Linked DNA regions of Muntiacus reevesi: region 1 is linked to region 2. The links are chromatin contacts, called in public Hi-C maps. All regions are on one chromosome and are shown on one strand. The core of a region is the stretch at or near the end of the contact, and the rest is flanking DNA. Distances in the headings are between cores, read along the strand shown.

What was found. Hi-C and Micro-C count contacts between places; a contact is called where the count stands out from the background.
Region 1: a contact with region 2 is called in a Hi-C map of muscle, with 2.3 times the contacts expected there. The contact joins the promoter of LOC136158319 here to the promoter of LOC136156215 in region 2. A contact is called at or near these places in 2 of 3 Hi-C or Micro-C datasets (blood and muscle).

The regions. Positions count from the first base shown.
Region 1 is chr1:230,442,061-230,449,205 of mMunRee1.1, reverse strand. LOC136158319 (large ribosomal subunit protein uL22-like) reads right to left here and starts at 4,767. Exons shown (of 1, transcript XM_065920120.1): 1 at 4,213-4,767. The coding sequence starts at 4,767. The coding sequence ends at 4,213.
Region 2 is chr1:230,203,826-230,210,396 of mMunRee1.1, reverse strand. It overlaps LOC136156215 (mitochondrial ornithine transporter 2), which reads left to right and starts at 5,068. Exons shown (of 2, transcript XM_065918738.1): 1 at 5,068-6,571. TAF7 (TATA-box binding protein associated factor 7) reads left to right here and starts at 2,645. Exons shown (of 2, transcript XM_065918737.1): 1 at 2,645-2,945; 2 at 3,058-4,930. The coding sequence starts at 3,368. The coding sequence ends at 4,417.

The DNA.
Region 1 (7,145 bases), core at 3,518-6,017, 240 kb before region 2:
GACTTGCTTGGAACAGTGCCCATCCTTCTAGCCCCTACCCACCCACATCTCTGAAGCTGGTCTGGTTGTTAGCACTCCCTTACTGAGTCACTGTCCTGGGTGTGCTGGGAAAGTGTCTGTGAGAAGCTGAATGACTGTATCATTGTCTGAATGAGCAGCTTGCTTGTAAAGTGCCCAGATTCTGAACGCTGCTTTTCTGCCACCCTTTCACACTTCTGTGTGCCCACTTCTTGCTAACTCTCAGCACTGGATTCTTATCGATATGGAATTCTGTCTGGCCTTGTTCTTGACCTTCAGGTTTATCCATTTCTGCGAGTTTGCTCCATTCTTCTTTATAGCTTGCACATCTATGACTGTCCAGTTCTGTGTGATTTAGCAGATGGGTATTTGTTTTGGCTAAGAGGTCAGTGATAGAAATCTGGTTACCTTTGGGCAGGGATAAACAGCTGTTCAACTGGCATGCTGTTTATCTGTCTCCCCACTATCCTCCCCACAGTGGTGTATACCTATGAGTGACTTTGAAGGTGCTCAATTTCCCTCATATCACAGCAAAGGGGAATATAAAGTAGAAATCCTGCCCATGGGCAGCTTACATTAGCACATGATAGGCTTCTCGTGCTCTGTCCTCTTCCCAGAATCAAAGCATTCTTGTAGAGCTAAAGAGACATATGCTGAAGAGACCTACGCCTCTTCTATAAAGACCCAATTATTTTTTAGAGAGAACTGCAGTGGGACCAGAGTCCATTTTTTTTTTAAACCTTCCTGTTATGAGTCTGTGCTCACATGTGTTGTATGTATTGCTCTTATCTCACTTTATGGACATTGGATGAACTCACTTGTTTGTGCTGCCTCATTTAAGTAGTGAAAACCATTGGTGCCTTGGATCCATAGATTTCTCAACATACTTCTGCTTTTTCCATCTTTCTCATGTGCTGTCTTTTAGTCATAAAGTATTCAGTTTACTCAAAGGAGCTGTAGCATAAGATTATGGAGGGTGTTCCCTGTAGAACAGGGACAAATGCCTCAGGCTTCATCCTGGGCAGAGCATGTAGTGTGTGGTCCTGAGTCAGTGAAAGAGAATTAAAGATAGGTGGAGTTGTATTATACTTCAGCCTGAATCTTTCATCCCTTCAGGTGTAACTGGCTTTAGAGCCAGTCCTGTTCTCAGCAGTATTTCCCCCTAATCCTTTGTCCTACCCTACTTAGTCACTCCCACCTGTGACTCTTAGGAACTTAGTTGCCAGGATGTCAGGCAGCTCACCACTCCTCCGTTTCCTGTTTGTGGTCTTCATTGGAGAAGCCCACAGCAGGAATTCCTGGGGAAGTGATGTCTATAGTTGGACTCCGGGTGCCATTAGCTCATCCTGAAGTTGGGGAATACTGCGTGGAGACGGACCTCCCTTCTGTTCTGAGGGCTCTTAGGAACCATTACTAATCATAACCAAATAACAACTGGGACTTGGGCTGCTGACCTTGTGCCTTGACTCTGCTCTGTCTTTAGAAACTGAGAATTATTTTCCTTTCTTAACCTCAATTTCTACTCTCCAAAATTTAGAATTCAATATAGATATCAAGATTCATGACAAAATTAGCTTGGACTCTGTAGGACTGATTGTTTTGACATATGCAAAAATAGTGATAAAAGGAAAATAGGGTCCCTGTATTGGACAGCAGGGGGTGCCCTTTCCCTTCGCTTTATTGCCTGGCACTCCCTGCTGCATTCAGCCATTTTAGACAGATTGTTTTTGCTCCCAGCTAACTCCATTTTGTGTTTGTGACGCAGAAAAAAAAGAATTCTGCAAGGGAGGAGCCTGGCTGGGGGAGGGAGGGAGGGAGGCAGGCTGAGGCAGGGCTTCAGATCTTTACTCAGCACTTGTTCACCAGGGACTTAACCTTGCTGCAGGCTGCCTGCATGCTGAGCAATAGATGCTGCAAGTCCCTGCCAGCCGAGCAAAGAACAGAGTGATGCCTGGCTGCTGGACACCAACTAGCCATGGCAGGGTGCTGGTTTTGAGATGGCAGGCAGTACATCCCCTTTGCCTTATCAAGAATCTTAAGCCTGGGTTTCAGTGGTTTTACTGCAAAGATGTTTAGGCTGGGTATCCTCAATTAAAGAATCAGCTAAGAAGAAAAGATACCCTTTTCACTCACTTGTCTGAGGAGAATCAGATTCTCAGGTGACTCTAGAGAAACAGTCTGACTTTAAAAAAAACACATTTATTTTTGAAAATGTAACCCCTCTCCCCACACGTATATAATACATATGTACACATGTGTACACACATACATATATGAGGAGAATAGTATGAATACCTATCTCCATCACCCAGTTTAAAAACTTAACTCATGGTTAGTCTTGTTTCATGTACCTCCTTCATCCTCCTCCTCACCACTCCAGTTATTCTAAAGCATATTCTCATTAGTCATATCATTTAATATCCTGAGTTGAGAATGTGTATCAAAAAATAAGGACTTTTAAAGAAAGAGAATCATATTTTCATATCTGAAAATTTCTTTAATTAATAAACACATATCCACTCAGTGTTCTTAAAGTAGTGTTTTTTTAAGTTTGTTCACCTGAATTAGAGCCAGACAAAATCTACATTGCAATTGATTGATGTCTCTATAGGTTTCCTCTCTAGCTTGCTTTGTCTATTTTCTCATCTTGCAGTGTGTGTATAGACTTAATTTCTTAAGGAGTGAGGGAGGATCTCTCAGATTGGGACTGAGGAGATTCAGAGCCAAGTGTGTCTTCTTCACACAGCAGAGCCTCCCATCTTTTGGATTTCCCGAGAGGTGCTGGGAGAGGAAGTGAAGGTGCAGCGCTCTGCAGCCTGCGGAGGGAGAGGGGCAGAGGCTTTTACTAGGACAATGGCTTGTGACTCCTGACATGATAGTCTGTTACCTACCCAGAGTCTTCAGAAACGTTCACAGGTTGCTCTCAACAGAGAACATGGTCAAAGTGGACCATGCTCTTTCTGGGGAATTAAAGGAGAGGTTTTAAGCTTTGGAACACCAAATTTACCAAATATACCTGCTCTATAATAGCTGCATCCCTACAGTAATTCCAGATCACTTTATCTCCCAGACACTTCCTTTTTACTTCATTGCAATCTTTCTCCCTGATTAGATTTAATTAGTTAGGAATGCTGGGAAGGATTGGGGGTAGGAGGAGAAGGGGACGACAGAGGATGAGATGTCTGGATGGCATCACTGACTCGATGGGCATGGGATTGGGTAGACTCCAGGGGTTGGTGATGGACAGGGAGGCCTGGCGTGCTGCGATTCATGGGGTCACAAAGAGTCAGACACGACTGAGTGACTTAACTGAACTGACTTCATAGACTGCTCTACAGAAAGGAAAAAATACTATTGTGTGGGGGATGGGCACATGTGAAAATTCTTCTACAGTTTCAGGATTATAGCATCCCCATGACCTTGTCAGAGATAACCCCAGAGATGGGCCTAGATGCAGATGATGAGATGAAAGCTCTTGACTCCTGATGCTCTTTTTCCCCTTTTGGAAATGGGTCAGTGACTCTGACTTTCAGCAGCCACAGCAGGCAGTCTGTTCCCTTGCTTTGGGCAAGAGCACAGGTTACAGAAGGGACGTTTCAGGAGCTGACTTCTTGGCAGGGCTGGCAGGGCGCTCATAAAGTCTGGTCCTTGGAGACTAGGTTGGCTGAGCGCCTGGTTTGGAAGCTGTAGTACCCATTAGCAAAAGTGCTAAGAATCTTCTAGAGGTCAAGGTTGCAGCAGCTCAAAACACAGACCCTGGCACTAACACACTTTCTATCGGAGTCTCCTGAGTGATAAAGGGTGTCTCTTCTGCTGTTGTCAGCAGAAAAGCACATCCATTTGCAAATAAGATTCTCCTCCTTTTCCCTCTGCTAAAGTGCTGTCTGTATCCGTTTTTGTGTTTGTCCCACATGAATTTTACATAATTCTCTAAATTGAAATTAGCTTTTGATATCATTTTTCGTTTGAGACATGAGGACTTTGTTCTGGGTTTACCATCCTTGATGTGGCAAAAATAGGGGCTGGAATCATTGAGAAGGTTGTATGATACTGTCATACTTGTATCCTGAATTAATGCATCTTTCCTATAACAGTGCTGAGAAGTCAACTAATTGGAGTATTCTATGGGTTTTATATTTTTTTTTTTTTTTTTTTTTTTTTTTTACTTTTATTTGCATTTATTTTCTGCGGCATTTATTCCCGGGCCATAAGTTTTTGTTTCTTCAGTTTCTTCTGGGATATCTTTTTCTTCTGTGCAACCTCCTCTTCTGGTTTAGGAACAATCTGTTCTTTTTCAGTAAGGATCATCTCAATGTGGCAGGGAGAGCTCATGTAGGGGTTGATCCGACCGTGAGCTCTGTAAGTCCTGCGCCGCATCTTGGGGGCTTTGTTCACTTGGATGTGCTCAATGACCAGAGAATCTACATCTAAGCCCTTAAGTTCAGCATTACTCTCTGCATTTTTGAGCATGTGTAGTAAAAATTCAGCACTCTTTTTGGGCCACCGACCCTGCGTCCAGCCCCACTGTTTGGCCTGTGCACACCTACCAACTCCACCATTGTAACGACAGAATGGCACACATTGCTTCTTTAAAGTGACATCCTTCAGATACTTGGTGGCTTTTCGGATATGCATACCCTTTATGGCCTGGGCAGTCTCACGAGTGTTCTTAAAGTGAACACGAAGATTTGAACCTCTTGATTTGCATGATTTTGTGGGGTTTTCTGGGTCGAGTGAATAGCGCACCATTTTTAAGGGTCAGCTCTGGCCGCTTACCGGAAAAGGAAGAGCGGTGGCTCATGGGAGAATTCATGAGAGCTCGAAATCCGGGTTTTATATTTTGACTGTATCTTTCCTATTGGTTGTCAGTGGATCTCTACCTCTCCCAGTCCAGTGTCAAAGCCAAACCAGGGCCAGCTATCCAAGGATGTGAAAATGTTTTAGGTGGTGTCCAGACCCATGCTTATCTAGCGTTTTTCATAGTTCCCTGGTGGATGACAGTTTTAAAAATTTAGACATTTACATTATCTCAGTACATTAACAAATTGAATCATTTAAATTTGTCTACAGTCGTCTTTAGTCTTTGCTTATACTGCATACATATGTTTATATTGTTATCAGAAGTGTATGTGTCTCTCTTTTTCTCTAGCTTGAAGTGTATAGATCATACATGTATGGGTTAATGAATTTTCACAAAATTAAAAATGAAATTTTAATCTGTGTAATTGATGCATGGTCAAGAAACAAAACATTACTAAGACCTGGGAAGCTCACCTTACCCATTTCTAGCTACAAATGATACCTTACTCCTCCCTCCTTGACTCAGAGTAACCACCACCCTGACTGCTCACAGCATAGATGCTTTTAGCTGGCTCTTGTTAGCCACAACCTATTTAGTAATGTTTTTAGTGTTTGCTCATTCTTACAGTACACATTAAGTGCCTTCAGAATTGCTAAGTCATAACACTTTGAAGCACATATCTAACCAGAGTTCAGTATTTGGTTACATCAAGCCTATTTGATTCTTTTTATTAGGTAATTCTCAAATTCATCTTATCTCTGCCTCCATCCCTACTATAACCTTGGGTCATACTTTATTTCTTACCTGAATATTAAACCCCTCTTTTTAAAAAAAATTTTATCGTTCTCATTGACAATCTTCTGTATTGTATAGTAATACCTATTTAAATACTGTGCTTTTGCCTCTGTTGTTCAGTAAATCGAAAATTTTATCTGTTGCCTCCCTATTAGGAAAATGAGAATTTAATAGTTATATTACTACCCTTTCCTCTCCACCAAATTATCATTATCTAATTTTTAGATCTTCTTTTCATATTTTAATTTTTTATTATTAAGTATAACAAAAATATAGAAAACTGCATAAAACAGATGTGCAACTTAATGAATTATTATAAGGTAAATTGGCAATTGGATCTAGAAGCTTAGTCAGAACCAGACTCCATTTGTTTGTCTTTCACCAAAACTTCTTTGTAATAGATATTAGGTTCCTCTTCAGAAGGCACATAATCTGTGACTCCCTTCTGTGATGTTAGTGGCTGCTGATTCTTAGTATATAGATCTCTTTGTTCATTAGGGTTGCAAAATAATGCTGTTCCAAAACAAAGGAAATTCTTCATATAGCCTATTGGTCCTTTGTCACAAACATCTTCTCTGACTTTGTGGCTTTTCTCTTCTTTTTTTGAACAGTGTGTTAATGAAAGTTCTTTATATGAAGTGCTTAGATTTACCGGTCTTTTCCTTTATGAGTAATGTATGCTGTGTCTTGTTTAAGAAATCCTTTAGTCGTCAAGATAATTAATCCTGTAGTTTTTTCTTTTACATTAAGGTTTTTAATTGATTTGTGTTGATTTATTTGCATATGGGTACAATTTTTATATGGACCCTTAGTTGCTGTCCCATTAATTGGGATATCTGACATGCTCAGTGTGTTATATATATCAAGTGCCCTTTACGCCTAGGTCTGTTTTCTGAACTGTGCTCTCCTCCTGGTTGATCATTTTGTCTATTCCAATGCCAGTACCATATAGTCTTGATTATTATGGTTTTATAAAATGTATTATTAATCTCCTATCTTTTGCTGCTTTCCCAAGAATGTACAAGCTCTTCTTTCATATAAATTTTAGAATCACCTTGTCAACTTAAAAAAAGAAACCTGTTGAGATTTTTATTCTACTGACTATATAAATCAATCTAGGAAGAATTGACATCTTGTTATCAAGTCTTTTAATCTATGAATCTTAAAGTCTACATTCACTTGTCATTTTAAATGTTTTTCAGTAAAGCTGTATTGTTCTGTATAGAAGTCTTACACAACTTTTATTAAATTTATTCCTAAGTACTTCATATTCTTATATAGTATTTAAAATTTCTTTATCTGTAGATTCTTTTGGAGCTTCCTTGGTAGCCCAGGTGGTAAAGAATCTGCCTGCAATGCAGGAGACCACAGTTTGATCCCTGGGTTGGGAAGATCCCCTGGAGAAGGAAATGGCTACCTGCTCCAGTATTCTTGCCTGGAGAATTCCATGGACAGAGGAGCCTGGCAGGCTTTATAGTTCATGGGGTCTCAAAAGAGTCAGATACAACTGAGCGACTCACAGGCACACATA
Region 2 (6,571 bases), core at 3,819-6,318:
CCTCAGATTTTATAGGATTAAAAAAAGCATTATGCAGAGGCTGGCATGTAAAACTCATATCCATGAGTTAACCAAAATTGGGTACAATTAAGGGATTAGCACATTGGAAACATTTCTTCAAAAACAGGAAATAGATCATCCTGGAAATTATATATACATCAGCATGGACCTGCTGCTTGAGAAACTTGTATGCAGGTCAGGAAGCAACAGTTAGAACTGGACATGGAACAACAGACTGTGGTTCCAAATAGGAAAAGGAGTACATCAAGGCTGTATATTGTCATCCTGCTTATTTAACTTATATGCAGAGTACATCATGAGAAACACTGGGCTGGAGGAAGCACAAGCTGGAATCAAGATTGCCGAGAGAAATATCAATAACCTCAGATATGCAGATGACACCAGCCCTATGGCAGAAAGTGAAGAACTAAAGAGCCTCTTGATGAAAGTGAAAAGAGGAGAGTGAAAAAGTTGGCTTAAAGCTCAACATTCAGAAAACTAAGATCATGGCATCCGGTCCCTTCACTTCATGGCAAATAGATGGGGAAACAGTGGAAACAGTGGCTGATTTTATTTTGGGGGGCTCCAAAATCACTGCAGATGGTGATTGAAGCCATGAAATTAAAAGACTCCTTGGAAGGAAAGTTATGACCAACCTAGACAGCATATTAAAAAGCAGAGACATCACTTTGTCAACAAAGGTCCGTCTCACCAAGGCTATGGTTTTTCTAGTGGTCATGTATGGATGTGAGAGTTGGACTATAAAGAAAGCTGAGCCAAAGAATTGATGATTTTGAACCATGGTGTTGGAGAAGACTCTTGAGAGTCCCTTGGACTGCAAGGAGATGCAACCAGTCCATCCTAAAGGAGATCAGTCCTGGGTGTTCATTGGAAGGACTGATGTTGAAGCTGAAACTCCAATACTTTGGCCACCTGATGTGAAGAGCTGACTCATTTGAAAAGACCCTGATGCTGGGAAAGATTGAGGGCAGGAGGAGAAGGGGATGACAGAAGATGAGATGGTTGGATGGCATCACTGACTCGGTGGACACGGGTTTGGGTGGACTCTGGGAGTTGGTGATGGACAGGGAGACCTGGCGTGCTGTGTTTCATGGGGTTGGGTTGCAAAGTGTCGGATACGACTGAGCAACTGAACTGAACTGAACCTTCTTCAACACATCACAGAACAAAGGACTAAAGCACAATTATGTGCAAGTGCATAATTTTCCTTCAGACTTAGCATGAAAAACCAAACTGGGGTCAAGCCATTTAAATTCCACCCCATGACACACAGTATCACAGTCTGCTGAAACCAAAAGGGACATATTCACACCTGCTGTTTGCAAACCCCCACCTCCTAACAATTAGTAGGACCTTTGACTGGAGAGGAAATGTCTATCAAGTGACACTCTTTCATTTTAAGGCAATACAGAATGTATTTTCTCTCACAAATTATTAGAGGACTTAGATTATATTTATGTTCTTCAGATGGGTCAATTTTTTCATTCAGTTACCAAATAATTTTTATCTCCCACGTTTTGATATGAGGCACTGGGACCAGATGAGCACACGATTAGACTTTTAGTTATCATGGACCTTCCAATCTTAGGAGAGGAAGACAATAAGTACAAAAGAAAGTGAAATTTCTATATGTTAATCACATTTTAAACGAATTCCCTTAAACTTAAGATGCAGGTGCTGATATTTTAGAGAACAGAAATTGTAATTTTAATGATCGTGATGCTCTACCAAATTGATCCTATTAATAAATAGAAATGAACAGAAGTGAAAAATCTTACACTGTTAGTCCGAAGTGCTATAAATCCATGTTAAGAATACCTGACCACCTAAAAAGGCAATAGAAAAGTTACCTGAACAGTAGAGGTTAATTTTTTTTTTAAGGTTTTTTTTCTTTTTTTTGAGGTGAATTTTTTAAAAATTCCAAACTAATTAAAAAATTACTGGCAAATTAGTGGCAGCGGATAATACTTCAGTTAAAGCTTAATTAGACCATTCGTCTTTCAGACAACGGTCCTAAATGAACACAGGCCTCTGGAAGAACACTACGTTCCCTGTTTACATTTATACCTACACCTAACACATTAAAAGAGAAATCACCCTTGTTGCCTCAGGAAGTCTCCAAAACACAAACAGACCGTGAGTCACAAGTCCCCTAAGGACACTTTCACTATCAACAAACACAGAATTACATAGTGGGCAGCACGTCCTCACGCCACTGATTCGGGTACTTTAAAATCCACAGGCATGGTTAGTTATGAATTGTTTTATCGGCTCCAGATTTAAGAATATAGTCTGGGGAGACTCTGAGATGTTTCCAAAAACAAACACTATTTCCGCACGGACGCCCTATCTCCAGCAATCCACGGAAGCCTAGGAAGTAACCGGCCTCCGGCGAGCTGGTAAAAGCTCTGGCTTAGTAGAGGCAGGCGAGACCATCTTTCTTAGAATTGCTTTCTTTAAACACTTTCAAGGTAATAGCTATTTTTGAAACATGATCGCCATCTTCTCGTAAAACCAAAATCTCGCGAGACAACAAGTCACGCCGAACGCCGTAATCACGCGTTGCGCCTGCGCGCGGTGAAATGCCCTGCACTTCCGCCCAAGGCGTGCTGTCACTCACAGACTCCTCCAGTCCTGCGGAGTGACGTAACGCTTTCTTTTCCGCTGTGTCTGCAGCCCCGGACGGAGGCACGCCGAGCTGCGCAGTTGCAAAGTCTGGCGCTCGGAGCTGCGGCTCTGTGCGAGATTTCACGTTGCCGGTCCCGACTCATTTCACCGATAATCAATAGCGGATCGCTTTGCCAAGTGCCGGGAAGAACAAAGGAATTAAGAAAGAGACGCTCGGCTCCCGGCGTTCTTGTTCTGAGTGGCTTTTCCCGCTCGTTCCTGTCCGGAGAAACTGAACTTATAATCGTCACTGGATTGTAAGTACCCGAGGGGAAGAGAGCTCACTACGCCCCGCATTTTGAATCTCTTTGTTCCGGGAGAGTTTGTGGTTTGGGCGTATCTGCTGAACCTTACTTTCTGTTTCCGCAGGAGCCGCCATTTGCTTTCTCTGCATTGTTCTGCAGCGGCATCTAGAGGTTGAAACTTGGCGTTACCGCTAATAGATTTAAATGGACATAACTGAATAAGCCAATGCGTCAGTAACAACTGTTGTTCAGTCACGGCGTTTTAAGAAAGACTTGGGGCTTAATTAAAAACATGCTTAGCTGCTGTTCTACCTAGAACTCTTTGTAATTAAGGATTCAAGTTTGTAAAGAACTGGTCTTTCTGGTGAAGTACCTGGAACTTTTCAGTGCAAAAAGTGGTTATTAGAGAAAAACTGAATTACAAAGAAATAAAAATGAGTAAGAGCAAAGATGATGCTCCTCATGAACTAGAGAGCCAGTTTATCTTACGCCTACCCCCGGAGTATGCCTCTACTGTGAGGCGGGCAGTACAGTCTGGCCATGTCAACTTGAAGGACAGACTGTCAATTGAGTTACACCCTGATGGGCGTCATGGAATTGTCAGAGTGGACCGAGTCCCTTTGGCCGCAAAATTGGTAGACCTGCCGTGTGTTATGGAGAGTTTGAAAACCATTGATAAAAAAACCTTTTACAAGACAGCTGATGTCTGTCAGATGCTTGTCTCTACAGTTGACGGTGATCTCTATCCTCCTGTGGAGGAACCAGTTGCTGCTACTGATCCCAAAGCAAGCAAAAAGAAGGATAAGGACAAAGAGAAAAAATTTGTATGGAACCATGGAATTACTCTGCCTCTGAAAAATGTGAGAAAGAGAAGATTCCGTAAGACAGCAAAGAAGAAGTATATTGAGTCTCCAGATGTGGAAAAAGAAGTAAAGCGGTTGCTGAGCACAGATGCTGAAGCTGTCAGTACCCGCTGGGAAATAATTGCTGAAGATGAGACAAAAGAAACAGAAAATCAAGGCCTTGATATCTCTTCCCCAGGAATGTCTGGCCACAGGCAGGGCCATGACTCCTTAGAACATGATGAGCTTCGGGAGATATTCAATGACCTCAGCAGCAGCAGTGAAGATGAAGATGAGACACAGCATCAAGATGAAGAAGATATAAACATCATAGACACTGAAGAAGATCTGGAAAGGCAGCTACAGGACAAACTAAATGAATCGGATGAACAGCACCAAGAAAACGAGGGAACCAATCAGCTGGTTATGGGAATTCAGAAACAGATTGATAACATGAAAGGCAAGCTCCAGGAGACCCAGGACAGAGCAAAGCGACAGGAGGATCTCATCATGAAAGTGGAAAACCTGGCTCTCAAGAACAGATTTCAGGCTGTACTGGATGAACTGAAACAAAAGGAAGACCGGGAAAAGGAGCAGCTCAGCTCTTTGCAAGAAGAGCTAGAATCACTCCTAGAGAAGTGAGGAGTGGTTTCATAGTTAATTTCATTGCTGTGAAATTCAATGCTGAGGTCAGCATTGAAAGAGAAAATTTTTTTGTTTTCATCACTTGTAAAACTTTGTAGTAGTTCACATTTTCCTCCACTGTCTTCTGTTGGATTTGTCTTGTGAATTTCTATCTCATTTGTCTTTTGGAACCACTTTGCTAGGTGTTTATCCCGTAGGAAATAGGAATGTATAGACAGATAAATGTAGAGAAGTTGTAGGAGTGAAAAGTTCAACTTAGTTATTAATCACAGCTTCATTGCAGGACTTTGTGGCTGTTTCTCGATTTAGAAGCTTCCATTGCTACTCTGTGATGACATCTGAGGTAAATCAGTAGAGTCTAGTCTGGAGGCAGTAAAGTTTGTTTACATATGTTTTTTGATGCTATAGCTAATTTTCCAGCTATTCAAAGCAGTTTTTCGTATTTTTGCATTGCAAGTCATTTCATAACGTTCAACAATAAATAAAAGCAAGTTAAGTTTCACTTTATAATGTGTCTTGCTCTTTTAGGGGTAGTGGATATTATCCTCTTCTGAAGTGGTTTCCTGGTGTGGTTTAATAGATTGACCACTTGGATTCTGTTTTGTAGGAAAAGAAGCAATTATGTTCGATTTTAAGAAGAGAACACAGCAAGGGCAAAGAAATCGGGAAGTATCACCTTTACATTATGTTTTCAATCCATCTGCTCCATTTGGAGGTTAGGAAATAAAGAGCTTTCCTAAACTATCCAAATGTTTTTTCCAGCCTAATCTCCCATTCTCCCACTGTTTTCAGTCCTGAGCTTATTTACATTTCTTTTTTCAAGGAGTTTAATTACTCCTCTTCCTCTGTAATATTAGAGATATTCTGTAATAGGATCTCTGTAATAGAAGAGATATTCTACTGGGATAAGTACTCTTATGCACCTGTCATACCAGAGTCTAAGTTACCTGTTGCTCATTTCCTTACTAAGCTGTTAATTCACTGAGATTAGGCATTTTGCCTTGTTAGTCACTGTATAGAAGAGTAAAGCCGTTAAGATCACAAGGCCAGGCGTTGTAGTGCCTGGGTTGAGTGGTCTTGGGCAAGTAAATTAATCTGTTTGCCTCAATTTCCTCATCTCTAAAGTGGAGATGATAATATCATCTACCTCAGGACCCTTGATTTTGGCTATTGAGTTAATACATATAAAGGATATGAGAACAATTCCTTGAATAGAAGCAAATTATTGCCTATTTTCTAGGCAGGGATTACAAACTTGAATGAAAGAGTGATCAAAATGGTAGAAAAGTGTATGAAGAAGCTTTTAAATGTTGATTGATTCCAAATTAAAGAATCATTCTAAATCAAAGCTTAAACTACAGCAGAAACATTTGTTTCCAATATGTACATCTCAGCATAAGCATACTGAGTTTACTGTAGCTTTGTTTTTTTTTTTTTTAGATTTATTTATGGTTTTGCAGAAATATAAAGCCTCCATAATGAAGAGTAATTGTCTGTTACATAAACTTCAAAAGAGAAAAACTTAAGATCCATTTCCCTTCATGTAAACCCAGAGTTTCTAAAAAAGACTTCTCACAGCTCCTTTGTCTGATGAGTGTGATATATAGTTGGGCTACAGTTTTCAATATTTCTCTGAGTGAACAGAAATTGAATTTTTAAAAAAAGTTTAAAATACAGATAAAAGACTAACTGAAAATTGTAAGCAATGCAGAAATTTTACAAATTTTACTCACTCCCCTATTGCTAGTCACTTAGGTTCTGTTTTAAATTTGCTATTACACAGAATGCTGCAATAAGCATATCACTGTGGCCTCCATTTTTCATTGTATTTATAGATTAGGTACATGGAGTCTTTATGTTCAGTTCTAAATGTCATAAAGCCTAGACATTTGATCAAATGTTTGAGATGAAAAATTGAGACAAATTGTGACAAATCAAGTCTCTGAAGGACTGTGTCTTGAACTCTGCTTTTTATCTCTCAGTATCCAGTAAGAATTCTGTGTAAAAACACAGACTAGGAAAACTGCTCACTGCACAGGAACTATAGATGTTGGCCTTTCTGTATTACAGATGCCCAGCTCTTTCACACTACAGAGCTTTACTTTTATTACACTTATATTTCCCTTTTTCTGGGACAGTCTAGATAATCTC